3 separate regions of the Zea mays genome follow, and regions 2 and 3 are each linked to region 1. The links are chromatin contacts, called in public Hi-C maps. All regions are on one chromosome and are shown on one strand. Each heading gives the region's core, a stretch centred on a gene start, on an enhancer-like site or on the middle of the called end of the contact. The rest is flanking DNA. Distances are from core to core; before and after follow the strand shown. Region 1 holds the start of LOC103653897 (heterodimeric geranylgeranyl pyrophosphate synthase small subunit, chloroplastic). Region 2 holds the start of LOC103653898 (GDSL esterase/lipase At4g16230). Region 3 holds the start of LOC100275060.

What was found. A called contact is a pair of places that touch in the nucleus more often than the background predicts.
Region 2: a Hi-C map of tassel shows a contact between it and region 1, with 3 times the contacts expected there. The contact joins the promoter of LOC103653898 here to the promoter of LOC103653897 in region 1. A contact is called at or near these places in 3 of 25 Hi-C or Micro-C datasets (bundle sheath, ear and tassel) and 1 of 3 datasets of contacts at active chromatin or transcription factors (leaf).
Region 3: a contact with region 1 is called in a Hi-C map of endosperm, with 3 times the contacts expected there. The contact joins the promoter of LOC100275060 here to the promoter of LOC103653897 in region 1. A contact is called at or near these places in 2 of 25 Hi-C or Micro-C datasets (ear and endosperm).

The regions. Positions count from the first base shown.
Region 1 is chr4:159,413,469-159,417,407 of Zm-B73-REFERENCE-NAM-5.0, forward strand. It overlaps LOC103653897 (heterodimeric geranylgeranyl pyrophosphate synthase small subunit, chloroplastic), which reads right to left and starts at 1,819. Exons shown (of 1, transcript XM_008680705.4): 1 at 246-1,819. The coding sequence starts at 1,709. The coding sequence ends at 681. LOC103653893 (mechanosensitive ion channel protein 6) reads left to right here. Exons shown (of 5, transcript XM_008680703.4): 5 at 1-156.
Region 2 is chr4:159,625,964-159,629,902 of Zm-B73-REFERENCE-NAM-5.0, forward strand. LOC103653898 (GDSL esterase/lipase At4g16230) reads right to left here and starts at 2,131. Exons shown (of 5, transcript XM_008680706.2): 1 at 1,379-2,131; 2 at 1,137-1,273; 3 at 784-1,017; 4 at 405-672; 5 at 1-238. The coding sequence starts at 1,649. The coding sequence ends at 18. LOC100282230 reads right to left here. Exons shown (of 5, transcript NM_001371845.1): 2 at 3,574-3,704; 3 at 3,220-3,462; 4 at 2,869-3,118; 5 at 2,235-2,757. The coding sequence ends at 2,528.
Region 3 is chr4:159,227,994-159,231,932 of Zm-B73-REFERENCE-NAM-5.0, forward strand. LOC100275060 reads right to left here and starts at 2,259. Exons shown (of 2, transcript NM_001363922.1): 1 at 2,217-2,259; 2 at 1,472-2,118. The coding sequence starts at 2,069. The coding sequence ends at 1,680.

The DNA of each region.
Region 1 (3,939 bases), core at 569-3,068:
TGTTGTATACTTGTATCTGTGAGTTGTGACGAGAAACCTGTTGTATACGGAGGTCCTGAACTTGCAGAATTCAAATTGGCAATGTATTACAGATTCTCCAGCCTCTGCATATTATGCGGCCTCTGCATATTATGCGGGTAAGGCTTGACACTTAAAGATACATTTCCCCACACCTCGTACAGTGCGGGAAGCCTACGGTACTGGGTACGCATTTAATGTAATGTGACGAAATACCTTGTATTGTATACGAAAATCTGAACTTCTTGCACAATCAAAATTCAGAAAAGTAGGTTTGGCGAGGTGAACCTTACACTTCTCATTCGAAAACCTAAAAAAAACAGATGTTTTTCAGTTTCATCTAAGAGCTTAATCTGTCTATCCACCATGGTGGTGAACTCATCCAAACTTAAACAGCAGAAGAACCGAGTGGTTGCATGAGCATTTACCACTTAGATTTATTAGCTTACTACAAGTATCAAACCCAATTTCAAGTTCTAAACATCTAATGCCGGGATAACAATTCTCCATTATGAACCATCCCCCGAATTACGAGCTTCAGAACATCTAGATAAAATAGGGATTAGATCTATGCCAGATAAAGCTCTCACCAAATTCCTAGGCCATGTACATCTCACTAGCTCGAAGCCTCCAATTTTCAGTAGCAACAGCGATCGTCCACTCTACAGAGTTGCCGCTGCATCCTGGAGCTCAAACCCTCTCTCCACCGCGTAGTCCACGAAGCTGTATAAAGGCAGCACCCGATCGCCGTACTTATCCGAGAACCTGTCAGCCTCTGTCTTGGCCTGAGCCTTGAGCTCCTCCACAATGCCGAGCGCGCGGTCCATCCCCAGCGAACGCAGGACGCTGGCGTTGCTCCTCATCTTGCCGTTTCCCGATGCGCTCCGGATGTCGTCCACGAGCTCGTACAGGACGCCGATGGTGCGGCCGTAGCGCCGCAACGCGGCCTCCTCGTCGGGCCGGGCCCCACCGAGCATGGCGCCGCAGGCGGCGGAGCACTCGGCCATCTCGCCGAACTTCTTCGTCAGGACCTGCATGACCTCGGCCTCGCCAAGGGCGGTAGCGCCGGCCAGATCGAGGAACTGACCGGCCGCCATGCCGGTGGATCCGACCGCACGAGCGAGCTCCGCGAGGACGCGCATGAGGACGGCGTGGGGGACCGGGTCCGGGCACGGGGTGTGGGAGATGACGTGGGTGTAGGCGAGCGGGAAGAGAGCGTCGCCCGCGAGGACGGCCATGTCGGTGCCGTACGCCGCGTGCGTGGATGGGCGCCCGCGTCGCGTGGGGGCTGCGTCGAAGCAGGGCAGGTCGTCGTGCACGAGCGACGCCGCGTGGAGCATCTCCAGCGCGGCGGCGGCGGGGAGTGCGGCCGCGCGCGGGGCGCCGAGGAGCTCGCACGCGGCGACGCAGAGCACGGGGGGCGCCCGTTTGGCGGCTCCCTCCTTGCCGGCGCCCGGGAGCACCGCGTACCGCATGGCGGAGTGGATGCTCTCCGGAGGCTGCATGGGCATCGCGGCGTCGAGTTCGGACTCCACATCGGCGATCAGAGAGGTCCAATAGCGGCGCAGGTCGAATGACGCAGAGGCAGCGGGAGCGTCAGAGGACGCCCGGGCAGTGAGCAAGCGGCGGGAGTAGTTGGAGTAGGGGACCTTGGGGACGGGGAGGATGATGAAGAGGGAGGAGAGAGCCATGGCGGTGGAGAATTTGGGAGGATTGGGGTTAGATGTGGTTTGCAGCACTTGGGTGCGCGGTGACTGCGATGTCTGAGTCTGACGGATGAAAGTGGAAATGCAAACTGTGAGGACAGATTTAATATTGTAAAATGCATATGTATACAATTTTATGTTATAAAATATTATTACAAAAATAATAAAATATTGTATAAATTGCTTTATATATTATTTGCCCTTTATAATAAAAAGTTTGAAAATTTTACTGAATTTATTTCTGAATCCATACTGAATTATTTGAGAGCACATAGAATATATTTTATATTTACTTTTTTATGAATCTTTATAAACCCAATGTTAAAAAGAATAATACAAAATTTATATAGTATATTCTATCTTATTTATTCGCATTCAAAGAAAAACAACAAAAAAAACCCAATTATCCAATAAATATCATTTTCGACCGTTTTCATCTATGTCTCTAGTCATTGGATATGTTTTTCAATGGTCTTTTAAACGTGAGCGGTGAGCCAATATAAAAGTATTTTAACGTATCTCATTATAAAAGCTCGAACTTTTATATCAATGTTATTAAAAAGGTTTTGTAACATACAACAATCCGTATTTTTTTCATATATATCATTCTTGTCACATTCATAAATCTGCATAACATAACGTACCCAATTTAAAATATTAGCATATAGCACGTGTTAACGTTAGGATCTAAAAAGCGGCGACCATGACGCGAGGGAGATGTCGATGGCGGCAGAGCAAGTGAGGTGAGCGGGGTTGCGAGGGATGGGGAGGGGAGGGGAGGGGAGGCAGGGAACGATAGGGTCACGGGATATGAAGGGGATGGGGGATAATCTAAATAATATTAACCATCATATTTGAGTTAGTAAAGAAGAAGTAGGTTACAATTTGTTAGGTGAGTTTTGCAAAGTTTAAACTGGTAGATTATATAGTGGTATAGATGCACGTGAGTAGGGACCGATATCGAGCCTGCTGGACTCGTTATGGCTCGTTACTGTAATGAGCTAACTCGGCTTGGCTCATTATGGAGCTCGAGGTAGCTCATTAGGCTCGCGATCCACACAACTAAATACAAAGATCTATATATATCTCTACCACTTAAGACTATAGTGTAGGCGTTCACAGTGCACGGTTCTGCCCCCTCCCCCCCCCCCCCCCCCCCCCACTCCGACATCCTCCCCCTCTGCTCCGCTCCCCATTGCGCCCTCCTCACCCTCCCAGCTGCGATCCCCATCAACTGCAATCTCCGGAGGGGACGCGCCGGCGCCGGAGCTGCCGGGGGCAGAGCTGGCGGCCATCTTCCGGGTGCGGACCTTCTCGGCGACCCGACGTGGTCGTAGCTCCACCCACGGCCCTGCGCCGACACGGCGTGGCCGGGCCTGTCGTGCGAGCTCGCGCCCGACGACGCGCGCGTGCTCCGCGCCACCCGCCTCCACCTGGGCCCCGACGTCGCAACCCCGCCCTGCACGCCCGGGGCCAGGCTCGAGCCCGCCTCGCTGCGCGGCCCGCCGCACCTCCGTATGCTCTCCATCTTCGGCTGCTTCGGCACCGCCCAGGGCCCCATCAAGTTGCCGCCCGCGCTGTTCACGTCATCGTCCTCACTCGAGCAGATCGTGCTCAATTCAACCCCGGCCTCACCGGCCCCATACCGGCGATGTTGGTTCTTATTTCGGTAAATATTGTGTTATCTGAATAATCTGCAGAGAGGAGCTTGACTATGAGGTTAGGGAAGAAGGATAGCTACTACTATACTAGCAGTGCATGTTTTACTCTGCAGGTATCCAGAGTAGTGTTTGAATCAGTGCAATCGGTCAGTTTTGACTACTACTACTACTCTGCCATTTACTAGAGCTTCTTGTTGTATGCAGTGTATGGTTCTTATTTTGGTAGCAAAACTGTAATTTGAGAAAGCTTATAAAACAACAGTAAGACATGCCTTTGGTTGATTATTCTTTGCGTTTGTAAGTTCGCTATCAAGATGGTTCTTTGCATTTGTTCATACATGCTTTTGGTTGATTCAGGTTTGGCTATCACATGTCTGAAGTTGTAAGCCTGTAACTCATATTTTTCTCAAACAACCTTTTTCCAATCCTAGGCTGCCGAACAAGGAGAAGAAGTGTTCTAGGCAAAAGTGTTCCAATTGGATTAATTCTGGACTAGAAAGAGCGAAAGAGCCGGATGCACTAAATCCAGGCCTGAAACAGTTCCTGGCTTGGAA
Region 2 (3,939 bases), core at 881-3,380, 210 kb after region 1:
TGAAAAAATTCGCAGAATCACAGCATCGCGAGCTCCCTGACGTTGACGGGGTTGACGAAGGTCTGGTTGCCGGCGAAGATCGTCTGCGCGGCGATGGCCGAGACGGCCTGCGAGGGATGGTTGGCGTCCCAGAACAGGTACTCGTCGCGGTCGGCGCACACCGGCGCCGTCTCGTTGCACGCGAGCGCCGCCCCGAACGGGCCACCGCCGCAGCACGCGGCCTCCAGGTCCGTGAAGTCTGCAGGCAGGTACACACAGTGGAGCAAACGGTACATGCATCATCAGATCGATCAGAAGAAGAAAAAGAAGAAGAAGAGAAATGACCGGTGATCATCTGCCGAAATCAACCGGCACGCATTCGCGTAGGGGGGAAGGAAGGACGAATTGAAGGAGAGATGGCTTACTCCAGGCCTCGGTCCGCGGGTTTTGGAAGACGAAGGAGACCATCGCGTAGGCGTCGGCGAGGGAGTAGGCCATGCCGGGCAGCTGGTCGCTGAGCTGCTGCAGCATCCCCGCGAGCATCGGGTAGGAGCTGAGCGACAGGTCGTTGAGCGGGTCGAAGCAGCCCTGCGTTCCCAGCTGCTTCAGCCGGCGCAGCCTCTGCGACGGGATGCACCCCAGCGGCGGGATGCTGATGACGCTGAACTTCCTCGCGCCCATTTCGTACAGCGACTGCGTGCAGGTTTGTGAAAGTGCAGAAGCAGAATTTATTCTAGCCGGCCTGAGGAGGATCTGGCGATTGATGACGAGTGCGGCTTGTAGTGAGCAGTACGTAGTACGCACCATGATGTAGTGCTTGTAGGCATCGACCAGGGCACCCAAGAACGCTTCGTCGTCGTCGTCGTCGGCACGGGACGACGCGGAGTACTCGAACATGTCGTTGCTGCCGGTGCTGATGAAAAAGATGGACTTGCGGAGGAGAGCGGCGGTCTTCCTCTGACCCGAGAGCTTGACCATGCGGTCAACAACCCCCGAGAAGTGCTCCAGCTGGACGGACATGGGGATCACCTCGCCAAACTGCACAAAACACGTACGCGACGCGCGAGGGGTTTTTTTTCCAGAGACATGGGTTAGCTTAGCTAGCTTCGTTCTGTGGTCAAGCAAGGACGAGTGCAGTGCAGTGCGTGCGTGTGTACCAGTACTCTGCCGGTCGAGTCCAAGAGCCCGGACCCTGCCGACGCGAAGCTGATGCCCTTGCACATGTGAGACCGGATGCCCTTCTCCGACAGGGAGAGGTAAGCCGGCGGGCTCTTGGTGAAGCCGAGGCCTCGAGCTGTGTTCGATCACCGCCATGCGCAACCAGTCAGTCAGTGACCACAGAAACACACAGTACACAGATCGTTGCTGAGCTCTCCTCTGGCAGTTCGGTTCGTCGTACCTAGCAGGTCTGCCGTGTTGAAGCCGTTACTGAACCGCCCGGTCGGCTTGGACCCGGGGAAGTCGATGCCGTACTGCGGGTAGTTGGCTCTGGCCGCGGCGGTGACGTTGAGGCAGTTGTTGTTGCCCACGTCCACCGTGGAGTCGCCGAACACGAACGCCGCGGGGACAAGCCGCGAGTGCCTGCTGGCCTCCGCGTTCGTTGCCACGAGCACGAGCAGGCACACGGTGGCCACCAGCACGGATAGGGGGCCCGTCCGCCGGTTGGCCATCGGATCGGTCGCTGTGGCTTTTGCTTGCTGTTGCTGGTGTGCTCTCGTCGGGTTTTTTTTTTTCCTTTCAGGTGGTGACTGGTGACTGACTGGTGAGGGGGTTTATATGCACCGTGACAGGATGCACATGGTTCCATCAGCGTAGCGTTAGCATCGACGAGCTCGCCAATACGCTGTTTCCGTTCTGGAACGGAATTGTCAATGTTGTTAACGTTCTGTGGAATCATCTGGATGATGCCGTTTTCATCCAAATTCCAAACTGCTAAGGTCCGAGAATGTGTCGTATAAAAAGGCTGAAATAAAAAAAAAATTGTGCGAGTGTTGTTTGAACAGGTCCACATGGCCTAGCTAGACCGGTAGCGCCTAGGGAGGCAACAAGCGACGACGTCGCGACAGATGCACAGCTGCTGCAGCTTAGGACAGATCAGCTGGGACCAAGAACGGCATGCGTTGGTGGCCTGCAGGAATGTACCGACATGCTTAGAGCCTGCGCTCGGATCCAAAGGGCGTGAGCGTGACGCTCTCACTGGCTCCTACACCAGGTATTTCTGGGCGCGCTCTCCGGAATTTTTAGTCGAGGACGCGTAAAAAAAGATTCAGTTAAAGTTGTCCAGGAGAGGTGTAGACGATGTCACGTACACGGTACACCCGTACCTCTGCAGCAGCATGATGTAAATTCGTTCACAGTCCAAACTACGCCGGCGGCGTCGGTCATCATCATCTAAACCAAACCACGGTCGAGAAACATACAGCGAACACAGCAGCCATGCACGCATCCGTCGTCCTCTACACACCAACGACCATATTCACCACAGTCCGCAGCAGAGAACAGAGACACGTCCCTACGTCCTCGTGCTAGCTCTAGCTGTGCTAGCTAGCTAGCACCGGTCGTCTTCGGCCAGCTGCCTGAAGTTCATCGGCGCGGCGAAGTGGAGCGAGCCGTTGTAGATGGCGGCGGCGGCGATCTTGGAGGCGGCGTGCGTGGGGTGCAGCAGGTCCCAGAACAGGTACTGGTGTCGGTTGTCGCACAGCGTCGCGTTGGGCGTGCACCCGGACTTGCCGTTGAACCGGCCCGACCCGCAGCACGCGTTCGTCACGTCCTTGAACCCTGCACCGTAACCCCGGCCAGCTAAGTTATTATCTGCAGGTGAAAGCGTCGTCGTGCGTGTCTGTCGAGCTAGCTAGGGAGAGGCACACGTGTATGTACGTACGTACGTACCCAGCCTTTGAGGGTGCTTCATGATGCTCTGCACGACGGCGTGGGAGCTCCCGACGGAGTACCTGAGCCCCTGGAAGCTCACGCCGAGGCCGTGCATGGCCGCCCTGACGCCCTCGTTGAACCCGCGCGCCAGCTCGTTGAGCACGTCGATGCAGGCGCCCAGCGGGTGCAGGCTCCTCGGGTAGGGGCAGCACCCGACCGGCGGGACGTCGATCACGGCGAACTTCCGAGCCCCGAGCACGTACAGAGCCTGAACGACCACCACACCACCACCAACACGTTTAATGATCCGAGGTTTCTCTGCTGCATGCGTGGTGGTTTCAGAGGCGGCGTTGAGGCAACCTACTTTACCTTCACATGGTTCTGGTACAGCGCGACGAGGTTGGCGACGAACCGCCGCTTGTCGGCGTCCGACGGCGTGCTGTTCCGCGCGAAGAAGGCGAACAGGTCGTTGCCGCCGGTGCTGACGAGGAACAGGGACCGCGACAGCAGGGCGTCGGCAGCAGCAGACCCGTTGCCGACGCGCGACGAGATGTTGCGCCGCACGGAGGCGAACTGCTCCACCTGCTTGCTCAGCGGGATGATGGAGCTCCCCTGCACATGAACAGAGAGTGATGTGATCCACGCGCAGTGTGTGTTGTCATCTTTGCTCGCGGTAGTCGACGTGCTCCGGTCTGGTCACTCACACGGGTGAGGGTGGCTTACCGTCGTGTCGAGGATGCCTGATCCTGCAGAGGCGAAGTTCACTCCCAGGAGACCTCGGAAGACCTGCCTGTTGGTCTTGTTGGCCACGGCGAGGAACGGCGGGGGGCTGCGCTTGAAGCCCATGTTCACGGCTGATGGAGTTGAACGAAACACTTTTTAGTTTTTTTAGCACCGCCAGGAGATGGACATGTTCCCAGCACAATTCTCCAGCTTGTGATTGTGCATGTACAAGGCAGATTCATTGGTAGAGCTGCTACGTACTACTAGTAATTTATGGGTTCAATTTTTTTTACTAGATGCGAAAAAAATTTGCTACAGCCCGGCTACAAACCAAGATGTTTACAGCCCCTCACAAAAAGGAGAATA
Region 3 (3,939 bases), core at 1,009-3,508, 190 kb before region 1:
TTATAAATAGTCCTATGACTCAACCATCATAGCCTCGAGCATGAAGACGACGCACATTAAGCCCTTACACTCTAGACACTGATGCTGTTAGCAACGTCAATGATAATCTAGGAAGTAGCGATGGAATCTAGTTATAGAGTATTTTAAACTGTTGATTGTTTGTACATTGTATACTATGTTAACTTGTGGACTTTGTTGTATGAATGTTATGGACTTTGTGCGTTTTGTTCCTATGGATCAATGTCTGGACTTTGACTATGGTTTTGGACTATGAATGTTATGGAACGCGAGCCGAAGTCGTCTCCTCACGAAAGGACGACCAATGTCTTTCTCCTAGCATCCACATTGGATTTTTTTCCATTTAATTGCTGCTTACGTGACTGTTTAGAGACGATGTATTCAATGTCGTTGAGTATGATTGTGTGTCGTCGCAACGTACGTATATTATTGCACTAGTATTTATATATTATTATGGAGGAATAACCCTCTGCTATTCGCTTCGGATTAAAACCGACTGTTTAGACTGCTACAACTAATAAAGAGATAATAAAACCACTGTATAAAAAGTAGGAAACAATACGGATTAAAACCGAGCCGAGCGAAAGCTGGCCGTTGAACGCACACCCGGTATGTAGGACCAGGCTGTGCTTCAACATGTTTGCATCGCCCGAGAGCCTGTAAAGGCTATATACTGGCTCTGACGATCTGCCGGTCTTTCGTTTCTCTCGCGGTCTCGCCTCCGCCCCTCCTGTGCTGTGCATATGTGCAGTGCTTCACAGTTTACCTTGTCTCGCCCGTACTCCATTTCTGCGAGAGAGAAAACCTCACCTTTACATCGTCCGGGGCTCCGGGCGATGAGCAGCAGCGTCAATCCACTGCACATTGTGGCTCCAGCTAAGGAATCAAGGCGAGCACTAATGAAAAACTCGCATCCGATCGACTCGGCACTGAAGCTGATTGGACGCTGGCAAATGATGATACACACCACAGGCGGACCCAGTAGGCCATGGCGCTCACTAATCGCCACCCTTCCGATCCGATCATGCATAAGCCACAACTGTAACCCTCTCGTGTACACAGATCTTATCGTACTACTGTACACTTCAAGAGGAATCTTGTGGCCTGGCAACCATTTGGCCATTTCTCGCACCCTGCAGCAGCCAGCGCGGCGCACGGGGCACCTGCTGCTTGATCAGTATTCACTGCCACATACACATGGAGCAGGACAACAACTTGACGGCAAAGAAAGAGACTTGACACGCTGCCATGCATGGTTCCTTTTCCCAGTTCATTGTCCTTTTCTTTAATCTATGGGGTTTTTTGTTTAGGATTATAATATATTCAGATTATATAATCTAATTTATTTTTGAACTATTATACAAACAAATAGGCCCATAATCTCAGAAACGGGGGGAGGCCGGGGGGTTGGTAATTTTCTGAATCGATCGATCGGTCCAAGTAGTGGCAAATGCCAGATTGAAACAAGTGACATTTCAAATTTGTGATGCAACCATCGGACGCTCATTTTGGCCCAATCGATCGGCACGTCGCGAACGCGACCCAAGGAAGAAGAGCCCGAAAATTTGGGGAAAGCTAGCTAGCTAGCTATATACAAGCAGAATGTAGCTAGAATACAGAGTACTACACAAACGTACGTACGCACGCACGCCTAGCTCTAGCTAAAAGCACTCCTCCGGGATGCACTGCAGCGCCGGCGACCAGCGGCCCCGGCGCCTTCCGGCAGCAGCCACCGCGTCGGCCGCAGCAGCCTGCTGCTTCCTGGCGTGCTGGCGGCGCTTCAGCACGCTGACGAGCTGCTCCAGCGCCGGCGGCAGCCCGGCGAAGGCGCCGCCGCTCCCGGCGGCGGCGACGGCCGCCGCCACCTGCTTGAGCTGCTGCTTGCTGAGCACGATCTTGACGCGCATCGCGCCCTCGGCGGCGACGCTCTCCCCCGTGGAACGCTCGATGGCCGTGGCCGTCTCGGTGTCCAGCTGCAGCCGCGGGCACCTCACCAGCCTCCGCCCGTCCCTCCTGCACGTAGCCGGCGCGGCAGCAGCCTCCAGCTCCATGGATCGCCCGTCTATCCTTCGATCTGGTAACGCCAGTAGGCAGTAGTAGCTAGAGAACAAGTGAACAACGGAGGAATATTATGTAACAACACTGTCACTTGTGCGTGTCCAAGCTAGGGTTTTTATGTAGAGAGAAGAGGAGCTTACGAGCGAGACAGCTCAGAGGTGTTTGTCTATGTAACTAAAAAAAATATTGGAAAGGGACGCAGCAGGTGGAACCTTTTCCATTTTCCACAGTTCGATCGGTTGTTTAAATACTGCGGATATACAGATGTACTAACGGTACTTGCAGCCTGTCAAACGCTACGATGCATGCGCAGTCAGCGGGCCCCACGCGTCACATGTCACTGAAGAATTCCTGAGGACCGGCACCACTGCGTCATTGCAGGTCTGATCTGGATTTCTCATCGGCTTAGTTCTTGTCCGGTTATTTCTATTTCAAATGTATTGGATAAGATTAGAAAATTTTAGAAAGAGTTTTAACTTACTATGAATTTAAATTTATCCAATCTGACATCTAACCACGTGATTGGTTACCAGGGTGCTGGACGCCCGCATCGCGCCGGCCTGGCCCGCTGGAAACGCGGAGGAAATGCGTTTCCACGCATGCAGGCGAGTGAGCACAAAAAATACTACACTGCATGAGCGGGTACATGTTGTCCTCCTGCTCTGCAGCCAACCAAACATATGCCAAAGCACGGTCAACGGGATGAGGCCAGCCTAGGCGCAGTAGTCTGAGCAACCAATCACGTGGTAAATGAACTGTTTGGCTGCAAGAACTAAAAAATAATGGAGGGATTCACGTCAAGATTAAAAAATACTCCCTCCATTATCTTTCTTAGAAGAATCTCACACTTGATCCAAACTATTAAAAAAATATAAAGATTCATAATATTAAATCATTATATTATTAAAAAAATACAAATAGTAAAGAATCTAATGGTGTTTATTTGGTATTATCAATATTATTATTTGTTTTGTTATACATGTCGGCGTTTCGGACCCGCGAGGTCCGTCAACCGACTAGTGAATTTGTTGCTGCGTGCCCCTGCCCAGATGGGTTGATGCAAGATGGAACACAAGCAGGGGAATGAAGCTTATATTATCTTGCACCGGGGTGCTCGTAGTAGGGGTTACAAGCATCGCGAGAGAGAGAGAGAGAGTCTCTGCATGCATCCGTCTCTGTCTCAACGTCAACGTATTGCGTCAACGTGTCTCCCCGTCTGTCCTCGTGCGAACCTGCCTTAGGAAGGCTCTAGACATCCCCTTTTATAGATACAAGGAGATGTCCAGCTGTATAATGGGGGTGTAGCTAAGTGCTAGCGTGGCTGGCGGAGAAGCGCCTTGAGCCCTGTACACGAGCTAACGTGGCCGTCGGAGAAGTGCCTTGAGCCCTGTAGAAGCACAGGTGGCGGTGCGGCATGGATCCTGCTGACGTTGTCTTGCTTCCGTAGGGAGCTGAGAACCCTTGACGTCAGGGATGCACGCGGGGAACCATCATTACCTGCTATCGGAGTAGTTTGATGTGAATCCGGTCTTGTTCCTTCGTAGCAAAGGATGGCTAGCTAGCGGTAGGGTAATGATGCATCCCCTGTAGCGTAGTCGGTCCGAGGCCGAGGTCGGGCGAGGCGGAGACTTCTCCTGAGGCCGAGTTTTGAGGTCGAGCGTGGATGTGACTCCTCCCGAGGCCGAGGCTGAGGCCGAGGCCCTAGGTCGGGTGAGACGGGGACCTTCCCCCAAGGCCGAGGCCTGGGGTCGGGCGAGGCAGAGACCTTCCTCGAGGCCGGGGCTGAGGCCGAGGCCTGGGTCGGGCGAGGCGGAGCTCGATGTCGCGCCCGAGGCCGAACTTAGGAGAGGTCACGACTTACTG